Regions from separate parts of the Mus musculus genome. Here region 1 is linked to region 2. Evidence: chromatin contacts called from public promoter capture Hi-C data. All regions are on one chromosome and are shown on one strand. Each heading gives the region's core, a stretch centred on a gene start, on an enhancer-like site or on the middle of the called end of the contact. The rest is flanking DNA. Distances are from core to core; before and after follow the strand shown. Region 1 holds the start of Zc2hc1c (zinc finger, C2HC-type containing 1C). Region 2 holds the start of Mideas (mitotic deacetylase associated SANT domain protein).

Region 1 (5,058 bases), core at 1,467-3,966, 1.1 Mb after region 2:
AGAAGAGGGCATGGGATCCCATTACAGATGGTTGTGAGGCACCATGTGGTTGCTGGGAATTGAACTCAGAACTCCTGGAAGAGCAGTCAGTGCTCTTAACCACTGAGCCATCTCTCTAGACCCCCACTGTCGTTCTAACACTGATTGATAAGCCTCGGTCCTGCTAATCAACGAAGCTGAGAAAGAAGGTTTAGAATCAACATCTGAACAACAGCAAGAATTAGGGAGCAGATGCTGATGGTGAGGGGGGTAAAGCCACTCCAACGATTAACACAGGCAGAACAAGAGAGGATGCCACTTATTATGAGAAAACTGGCAGATGTAGACTCAATAGCATTTGTAGGTCGTTTGGAAGAGATGGCAAAGGAAGCAGCTTTGAGGGTGAGCGGGCATGAACCAGGAAAACAGCAGACAGAGAATGGGGAGATGATCAATGTCTATCACACTGAATCTAGGGCTCCTAAGGAACTGTCATGAGGAGGTGCCAGGCGGATAGTTGGAGAGACACTATTGCTAAGCAGGGCATATTTTAGACAAGAGTGAGCCCCCAAATTTCAGATCTAATAAAAATCATAAGGAAGAGATTACTTAGAACTGCAGAACTGCATATACATCAAAAATAGGAGCACTCAGGGGAATATCTAAACTTAGAAGGCCAGTAAGGGAGTTAAGTATATTCCAATATACTTATTGCATAAATGCCAGAAGATATAAATGCCAGAAACCTTAAATAGATGGAACAGGACTGAGAAAAAGAAACCAAGAGGACACAGGAGTAGTGAGAACTGAGTCTTGAGGGAGTGGATGATCAATATTGCTGAGTGAACAGGCTCCAGAAATAGAAGCTTGCCCGAGAAGGACTCTATTAGCTGCGTAGTGAGAGAGAGAGAGAGAGAGAGAGAGAGAGAGAGAGAGCCAGACCACAGGGGCCAGAACAAAGAGGAAAGATAAGGAAAAGCTGTGTAAGTGTGTAGAGTTTGCAATCAGCTGAGGTGTGTTGGACATGCTGCACATCTCTAACTCCAGCTCTTTGAAGGCAGAGGCAAGAGAATTTCTTTGAGTTCAAGGCTAGCCTGGAGTATGTAGAGAGCTCCAGACCAACCACAAAACAAACACAAACAAAGAAGCCAACCAAAGCAAAATAAAGGAGGGGGAGGGAGAGGGGGAGGAGGGAGAGGAGACGGAGAAGGAGAGAAAGAAAAAGAACTTGAGGTGTCCTGTTAGGTAGCTCTCAATTGTCATGACTTCAGGTCTAGGGGTTCCATTGCCATCTTCTGGCCTTCCCAGGCACTGCACACACAAGGCATATATTCACATAGACCTCGGAGTTTCTCTCTTCCTCTCTCTCTCTCTCTCTCTTCCTCTCTCTTTCTTGTGTGCGTGTGCGTGGGGGCGGGGGGGGGGGGGAGGGAGGAAAGGCCTATATGCCTATACCCAGCCTGGGAGAATCTGAGACAAGAGGATTAAGTAGGCAGGAGGACTAACTAGTGCTAACCATAGACTAAATAGGGAGCCTGTCTCAAAACAAACAGCAAACAAAACAAAACAGAAGAGACTCCAGTGGGATCCTAACACAGAGAGAGACAGACCCAGGGATGGGAAGGGGAACTTTTCTTGCACAAGGAAGTTATGTATACTTGAACACTAGAGATTCAGGGGGAGAGTATGGAAACGAGTTAGAAAAGATGTATGGGAAAACCCATAGAAGCTGACTGAGGCAGGGTCCTAGTCCGTGGGAAACCTCTGCAATGTGGAGAAGGCCGAAGAGCCAACTGGGAATGAAAAGAATGACTGACAATCTGCCCTAGAGAGTCCACCAAGGAATTTTTTTTTGTAGCGCATAAAAGCTGACATCTGATCTGTTGTATTAACGAGACTGCTGTCTACTTTATTTCCCACGTGCTCGAATCTTCTGTGTAGTTACAAGAAAAACGGAGCTATCTGTTCCAAAACAGCTTATCCAAATGAACTGAAGCACGAAGAAGACAAATAAACTCTCTTCTGTTGTCAAAAAGTTACAGAGGACCATTTAATGTTGAAATCAAGTTATGTTCATTACTGTTGATCTGGTTGTTAACTTTATTATTGTTACTTTTGGCTGAGTCATTCCTGGGCCCTAAGTAGTAACGGTCACGTGAGAGTGAAACGTTATAATAGCAAAATGATTAGATTGGCCATAGAAACTACCCTGGGACTATAACACGTAGTGAAATAATAGTAAAGCTAATATAATAGCAAGCGCCAAAGCATTGCGAGGGAAGACAGCCCGGAGCATGTAGCCTGGAGCTCTTACATAGCCCTACCTGGGGCCTGAGCGCAGTAGCCGAGCGCACTCAGAAGGGTGATCAGCAGTCCCACTCCCGCTAGCTGGACAGACTCCCGAATCCTGGGGCGGGATGATTCCGCAGCCCATCTAGGGGCTCCACCCTTCTCCAGACAAGGGCACACCCTAAGGTCTGGGAGCTTCATTCTCGGAGAAATCCAAGTTCTTCTTTGATGTAGCCCCAGAAAAACCTCTCCAACCCCTCCCCAAGGGAAACGCTGATCTGAGCTGCGGAGTTGGCTGCACCTCGACAAGTGACCCGACTGCACCCGTACTCCACCTCCCTTCCCTCCTCCCCTCCCCACCTCCCTCCCCACCTCCCTCCCCACCTCCCCGCACTCCCTCCACCACCTCCCTCCGTCCCTCCAACCCAATCTGCCCCGGCGGCTTTCGGATTGCTTGTGGACTGCGCCTGCGCACATCTGGAGCTAAAAGTTCTCAACCAGAGGCGGTGCTCTGGTCTCCAGGCAACGGGATAACAGAGGTGGACAGAGAGCGCCTGCGTGGACGGCGGTTGGGTTTAGTCAGGTGTGGAAAACTAGGTCTTGGGGATTTTCCCTGAGCTGGAGCGGCCCCCGAGCGCCTCAGGTACGCCGAAAGGGGAGATACTGAGACCTCCCGAGGGGTTGGAGAGTGAGAGTTTATCCCTAGAGGCCGGGTCCCAGTAAGGACTCCCGTTTGACCCTCTGGGACAGAACATGACTCTGGAGTTCCGGATCCAAAGCGGGCTGGGGCGCTCAGGTGTCTGTCACCCCCTCTCCCAACACACTCTCTTTACAAGCCTGGTGCGGTTTGAGCCATAGAGCATCTTTGCATGAGGGCTTGACAGCCGGGCACCTGCTTCAGGCCCGGGTGGCTCGTGCTCTTTGTAGTTTGTAGCAAGGGGAAAGTCCAGGGAGTGCTTTGGGCCAGGCCCTGTCGCCAGGCCACTGTTCTCACCCCGTAAAACCGTGGGACTGGACTCAGAGCGGCCTCTGCAATTTACAAGAACCCGGGGCTGGTAAGAGCAGGTTGCCTGTTTTGTGTCACGGACGACCTTCTATCTAAAGCTTTTCCCACCCATTCCATAAATGGTGTAGAGCAGGTCATCTACAGGCCTGGAGGAAAGTCAGTGGCAGAACACCTGTGTCACGTCCATTCTTTGGTCCTCGGGGCTTAGCAATGTCTGGCCTGGCACATAACCATCACTCCCTAAATGCTTATTGAAAGAATGTCCTGGCAGAGCCAACACCACAGTCCCGAGAAACGTTTAAAGGGAATGTGGGTAGGGCAAATGGACAAACAGTTTACTCTAGCAGCCGGGAGTGAACCTCAGACAAATTCTTCACATGTATCTGCTTTAAATCTCCCCTAGGCTTCGGTCCAGGCACTGAATGGCTGGTCTCCAGTTGGCTCCACATCTGCCTGTGGGCGTTATGTTCCCACATAATAAAACAGAAGCTCCTGGACTCCACTCAGCTAAGCACGACCCTTACGAACAAAGTGACTCTTCCCAGCGGCCCTCGATGGGACATTTGAGGAATAGTTTCCAGTCGAAGCTTTGGAGCAACACAGAAATGGAGCAGGAGGACGAGGTCTCCACCCGCCCCAAAAGGAACGTCTGCACAAAAGCCCGGAGGCACTCCTGTCCCCACAGTGCAGGAATCAGGCAGCAAGGCTCAGGGAACAATGCCCAGGGCCAAGGAAAGGGTCTGTTTTACTTGTCTAGTCCGACACCCCGGTATCCCAAAGCAAATGACCAGGACTTCATTCCCTTTAGGAGGAAACGAGTGGGAGTGGATCGGGCTTACCCACTGAAACCCATGGTCCACCGGAAGTCACATAGTACAAGTGATGCGGGCGCAGACGGGGACCAGAATGGCTACCCAAGACTCCCTGACTCAAGTGAGTTTTCAGACAACAGCTTTGGTTTAAGGAGCTGGGTGAATTCATCTCTTCTTGCCTCTGTGCAGGCAGAGAAGGTCGTGGCGGAGCTCCATAGGACCGAGTGGACCCAGATCCAAAGGCTCGAAGCTGCAGGGGAGAGTTTACAGAAGGAGATCCGCAGAAAGGAGATTCTCCTACAAGAAAAGCTGAAGAAGACAGAGGAGGGTCTTCGAAGGATGCAGAAGGAAAAGAAACAGGCCATTTTCCAGGAAGACAGAGAGCTACAAAGGATGGTACTACCTAGAAGGAGGGTTCGAGATGGTGACCATGACACCCCACACAAACCCTGCTTGTCCCCAGAGTTCAGGTCTGAGGTATTCAGTAGAAACAGGGGAGAGGATCAAACTTGTGATCAGGCTCAGGAAAACCCTAGTCCACGCCAGCTCTCTGATTATGAACTCCAAAAGCTCAAAAGGGAAAGACTGATGGCCAGTAACAGTAAAATCCGAGATCAAGACGCAGGACCCTCAGCAGACGCGTTCTTTCAACCGGCAGAGGAGCTGGGCAGTACACTGCAGGAGTCAAGTCGGTCCGGGACACCAGGCTCCTCTGGGTCCAGCTCCTCCACAGAAGAGCCAGAGCTGGCCAAGTGCAGCCACTGTGGACGATCGTTTCTTTCCCTCAGGCTGCAGAGACACTCCACCGTCTGTGGCAAGATGCAAGGGTCCAAAAGAAAAGTGTTTGACTCTTCCAGGGCCCGGGCGAAGGGCACAGAACTAGAGCAGTACTTGAACTGGAGGGGACCAGCCACAGCCAAGGTAATAAAAGCCTCCTAGATTTGACTCTGTGCAGGGGTGCGTGGAATGGCC
Region 2 (5,094 bases), core at 1,528-4,027:
CTGCCAGGGACTGTGTGCCCTAATGTTATGGTCTGACAAGCGGTCACTGTGCCGGTGACATACAGATGACACAAGGCTGCAACCCAGCAGTTGGCTTCCAAGTGAAATTCCACTGTTTGGCTTGGGAAGCCATGAAGGAACACCAGCATGTTCCAGTCGGTCACCAGTATCTGCTTCTGGGAGCAGAGGACCATGCGTGCACTGTAGGGGGTTGGTGCCAAGCAGTCACAGAGTAGCACAACAGGGAAAGGCATTGCCTGGTGAATCTCAGCCCAGAATAGACTGTATGACTGACACTTGGGATGACAGAAGGATGGTCTTGCACAAATGCAGTGCTCGCTTCTTGGTCTCCAAAGGATTGCGCTGGTCCTTCATACAGTTGAAGCTCTCAAGAAACCATTAGCCTTCTCCTATGTGCAGGTTGGGCCCCTGTGGTGGCTTGAATGGGCACTACCCCTCCCCCCGCCCCGTCCCGCAGACTCATACATCTAAATGCTTCCTTGCTTGTTAGTGGAACTATTTTGGAAGGATTATGATATGTGGCCTTGTTTGGAGGAGGTGTGTTGCTGGAAGAGGGTTTTGAGTTTTCAAATGCCTATACTGGGCTCAGTGCCCCTGATCCCACCCCCACACCACCCCCGCCCCCAAACCTGCTGCTGTGGATTGATCATATCTAAGCTCTCAGCTACTGCTCCAGCGCCATGCCTGCCTGCCTGCTGCCATGCTCCCTGCCATGATGATCCTGGACTCACCCTCTGAAACTGTGAGCAAGTCCCCAATTAAATGCTTTCATTTATAAGTTGCCTTGGTTACGGTGTCTCTTCACATCACTAGAAAAGTAGCTAAGACAGCCTGCTTCCTGCAGGGCAGAATTTGGATAGATATGAAGACCCCTGTCCCTGTAGACAGTACTAGGGAAGTAGGTGTAGGGACCACACTACAGAAAACATGTGAGTCACCCTCAACCCCACACCCATCGGCCACACAGACACATAGTCTCAGAGCCTGGCACATTTCCTTTACCCACTAAGCATGCTTCCCCTTTGCCCAGAACACAATAAAGGAATTAGGACCCACCTAAATGTCTGCAGCTGATCCTTCAAGGCTCAAAGTCTGCCCGGCCAGCTCAGACATACATGACCTGTGACTCCTCTTTATAGCTAGCCCCAATCCTGCAATTCTGCTCATTCAAACAGCCCTTCCGTGAAGACAGGATTGGACAGTCATCTCCTATCTCCTTTTCCTGCTGACGTCATCCCACATTTTCTCAGGACAAGTGAAGGTACAGTTCTTGGCACAATGCTCAGGCTGCCTAAGATATTTATTCTGTAGTAAATAGTAAAGAGAGACTGCTTTCCTGAGTAGCCAGACTCTCAGGAGATCAGCAAGCTGTCGGAGGTTAAGGGAGAGGCAAGGAAACAACCATCCAGCAAAAGTTAAAGGGTAAGAAGAATTCGAGAACAGCAGTTCAGGCCCAGATCTGTCCTAAGCATTTGCAATGCAAATCTGCGTTTTGTTCACCACCACCAAGAGCTTGCACAATAGCGTGTGTATAAACATCCACGCCAACAAAGCCTGACTGTGCAATCACGCAGTAATTACAGACCGGCAGAAAGCTGCTGCTAGGGACTGCACTATTCAAGCTCTAGACATCCCATCTCCAACTGTCCACGGCCTGTACACACATTCCTGCACACATCGCCCTGTCCCCGCCGCTGCTACAGCTTCAGGCACAAACCAAGGAGCCCTGGCGCCAGCTGCTGGGCCACGCCAAGACCCCTGCAACTATGCAAAGATGTCATAAACTTCTCAGCTGTTCTTTAAAGACCCAGAAGCACGAGGCTACCGAGGGCGGGCGGCGGGGAACCATCATCAAAGTTCCCAGGCAAACTCCTGCAGCCCTAGCCGTTTTAGAACACAGAAAAGAACAAGATGCCACGGAGTCCACTGGAAGCGGCTTTCTGGGTTTTATATAGAAAACACTCACATATGTACGTGGGTGTGCTGACAGTTTTTATGGCTAAATTGCAAAGTGTTAGGCCTTAGAGAGCTTACTGTTGGGTTCGGGGCTTGGGAGGGAGGGAGGAAAAGTGTAGAGTCGGGAGGGGCTCGTTTCAAGGAGGCCTGGGGGACAACTCGGGTTTTGCTGGTTGGAAATGGATAGGGCTGTTGACCCAAACTTCTGAGTTGCTCTGCTCTTCGTCACTGCAAGGCCGAGCAAACAAAAGTAGAGGGAAAGTTCCTGTAACTTCCTTCCTGAAACCTGGTGGAGGGCGGCGTAGAGGAAGGGAACGTTTCCCGGGGAAACACCGGGAAGGGCTGGAAAAGCAGCTGCACGCAACCCGAAGAGATGGGGCGCGGGGTGTAGGGCTGGCTCCGGTCGCAGGTCCGGGGAGGCCCCTTCCCGGCATCGCTGCGCTCAGGGGTGGCTCCCTGAGAGGGCTAGGCTGCAGCCAGGCCGGTCTAAGTCCCGAGTCAAAACAACCACCTCAGGGGCGCAACACCGGCCGAGATCTCCGCCACCCTGTCCCTCTCCTGCACCCCCACTCCCAGCGTCCCACGACCCGGCCCGCGCCGCCGAACCCCAACGAATTCCGGATCCCCCCTCCCGCCCCGAGCTCCACGTCGGCGCCCCCCACGGCGGGAAGGCCACCAGGCTCCCGCGACTCACCTGCACGCTGGATCCCTGGGCAGCTCCGAGGGGGCGCGGGACGCAATTCGAGCGCGACCAGCAGACTCAAACTTTGTTGCTCTCGGGACGGCGCAGTCGTCACTTCCTCGCCGAGCAGGCGGCGCGGTCCCGGCTGTGACCCAGCAGCTCGCGCGGCGGCGCGCAGGGCTCTGCAGCCTCCTGCCCCGCCCGCGCCCCGGCTCCGCGCGCCTCCGCGCGGCCCCCAGCCAGACCCTCGGTTCCCGGTGCTGCAGCGGCTGTGGAAGCTTCGTCCCTACCCTCACTCTGCTCTTGGGGAAAGTGCGATCGGAGACTTCCTGCTCTCCCTTGAGTCTAAAAGGTGGCGTTGGAGCCTAGGGGCTGAGTTCAAGGGACCCTAGGGGAAAAAGTCCCCCACCTACATTCCTCCTCCCACGCACGCGCGCGCACACATACAGTCGGGAGAGAGGGGAGAGATAATAAAGGTTTTCATTTCATTTGTTATTTGGACTAGAGAGGACATGTGTGAAAGCAGTGTACTATTTCCCTGAATAATGCTAGGCCAAACTCCAATCTCCCGTCCTCATGTCCCTTACAGGTCTGCACAGTTGTCAGTGGCTTTCCCCGGGTGGCACTTGTACACGATGTTACCATGCATTGTATTTCAGGAACTATGTCATCACCCACGTCGGGTCTGGGAAATAGTCGTTCTGTTCCCTTTCTTCTCAGATCCCCACCTCTTCCTTGTGCACTCAAGTCTCAGAATCTCTGGAGCCTGGTGCGTTCGGGTGTCATCATTAGCCAGAAGTGATTTTACAAGGTGGATCCTGGACGCAGGAGCTTCAGGCAATAGTAATTTTGAAGTTTATCACTGCCCAAAATAAATTTTCTCGGCGTATTAAAACTAACATCAACAGAGAGCTGCCTTTTGAGCCTCTGGCGACCAGTAAGAAAGCAGTTACACAGCAGTGCCCAAAGAAAGACTCCTAATTCCCTTAGGTTGGAGAGAGGACTAGGCTAGCCTTTGCTGTGTGTGTGTGTGGGGGGGGGGGGGGGGGGGGGAGGAGACAGCCAAAACTGCAGGGCAAGGTTTTCCTAACAGAAACGTTTAGTGAGGCAGAAGCTTGCTCTGGAAAACAGGGACCCATAAAAGGCCATTCAGAGACGTCCACTTAAGCTGGACAAAATTTTCCCTTTCCCACTTCCAAACTACTCCTACTAACACATTGGCCTGATAATATCTCCCAGACCTCCCATCTCCTCATTGAAGCCCAGAAAGCCCTCTGCTTGAGTACAGGTTTTGTGTCAAAGGTGATGTAAGATTAATGGAAAACAACATGTGGGGATACCCTCACCCCAAGTCTGCTTAATACCTCAAGAGAAGCCACAGGCTCACCCAAAGATGAGAAGCATGTAGACCCTGACCCAAGCTCTCCTGGCAGCGTGAATTCCTTCATCTTGCAGCTACCAGTGCACTGGGGTCTGCCTTTTACCGAGACATTACTATTACATTACAAACACAAAAAGTGCAGTGAATGGAAAATAATATTGTCTTAAGAAGTAAGTATGTTATAGACTTAAGTATAACTCTTTGACATTTTATTATTTCATCATATGATGGAGTGAAGGTATGGCGGAGGTACTCCTCATTTTGATTTTGGAATAGAAGTAATTCCTTACAGCAATGACCAGGCTTCTGAAGAAAACAGTGTTACTCCGTATTTGCTAAGACTGGAATGGAGTATTTTTTTGTTGTTGTTGTTCAGTATTGTAATTCTAAATCCTCTGTGGTAACTTCATGAATATTCAGTGTTTCTGCATGCCCAGGAGTAATTAGCAGAGCCCACAATGTGTGAAGGCCTGACATTCACATCAGCACATACACAATGCTTTGTCCTTGCCTAGTGTGGCATTTGCTGGAAGTCTCAGGACCCTGTGTGGAGGATGTGGTAGACAGCTCCCTGCCAATGATCTCTGCCGCCTGGCGTTCACACCCTTACACAAGCTCTCGTCCCTAACTCTACTGACTCAGTTCTAACAAACAGAATACGGCAAAAGAAATGTGATGTCATCTGTGAGACTGGGTTATAGAGAAAGCTATGGCTTGCAGCTTGGGTTGTCTCTGTGTCTCAGTCTACCTTGCTCCTTGCAAGGAAGGGAAGACAACCATCGTGTTCTTAGACAGCCCTTGGCAAAGGAAGTGAGAGACCTACCAACAACCATTTGAGTGAGATTGGAAAGGGATGTCTCGCTCATATCCCATGTTATCCAAGCCTTCCAAAGTCTCTTAGCCCAGGAATCAGTTTAACAGTAATCTCAATAGCAACAGCAGTGGAGGTGACGGCGCATGGCTTTAGGTAGGCGGAGTCTACAAAGCTAGTTCTAGGACAGCCAAAGCTACACAAAGAAACCCTGTCTCTTTGAAAAAAAGAAAACAAACAAAC

Evidence for each region. Capture Hi-C pulls out chosen DNA fragments and counts their contacts.
Region 1: a promoter capture Hi-C map of adipose tissue shows a contact between it and region 2, with 2.3 times the contacts expected there. The contact joins the promoter of Zc2hc1c here to the promoter of Mideas in region 2. A contact is called at or near these places in 1 of 39 promoter capture datasets (liver) and 1 of 9 other capture datasets (adipose tissue).

What each region holds. Positions count from the first base shown.
Region 1 is chr12:85,285,875-85,290,932 of GRCm38.p6, forward strand. Zc2hc1c (zinc finger, C2HC-type containing 1C) reads left to right here and starts at 2,717. Exons shown (of 3, transcript NM_172414.4): 1 at 2,717-2,911; 2 at 3,678-5,007. The coding sequence starts at 3,697. It also overlaps a transcript of Acyp1 not described here.
Region 2 is chr12:84,216,104-84,221,197 of GRCm38.p6, forward strand. It overlaps Mideas (mitotic deacetylase associated SANT domain protein), which reads right to left and starts at 2,778. Exons shown (of 13, transcript NM_001163501.1): 1 at 2,672-2,778. It overlaps Gm46319 (synapsin-1-like), which reads left to right and starts at 328. Exons shown (of 3, transcript XM_030247050.1): 1 at 328-420; 2 at 2,047-3,011; 3 at 3,380-3,549. The coding sequence starts at 328. The coding sequence ends at 3,461.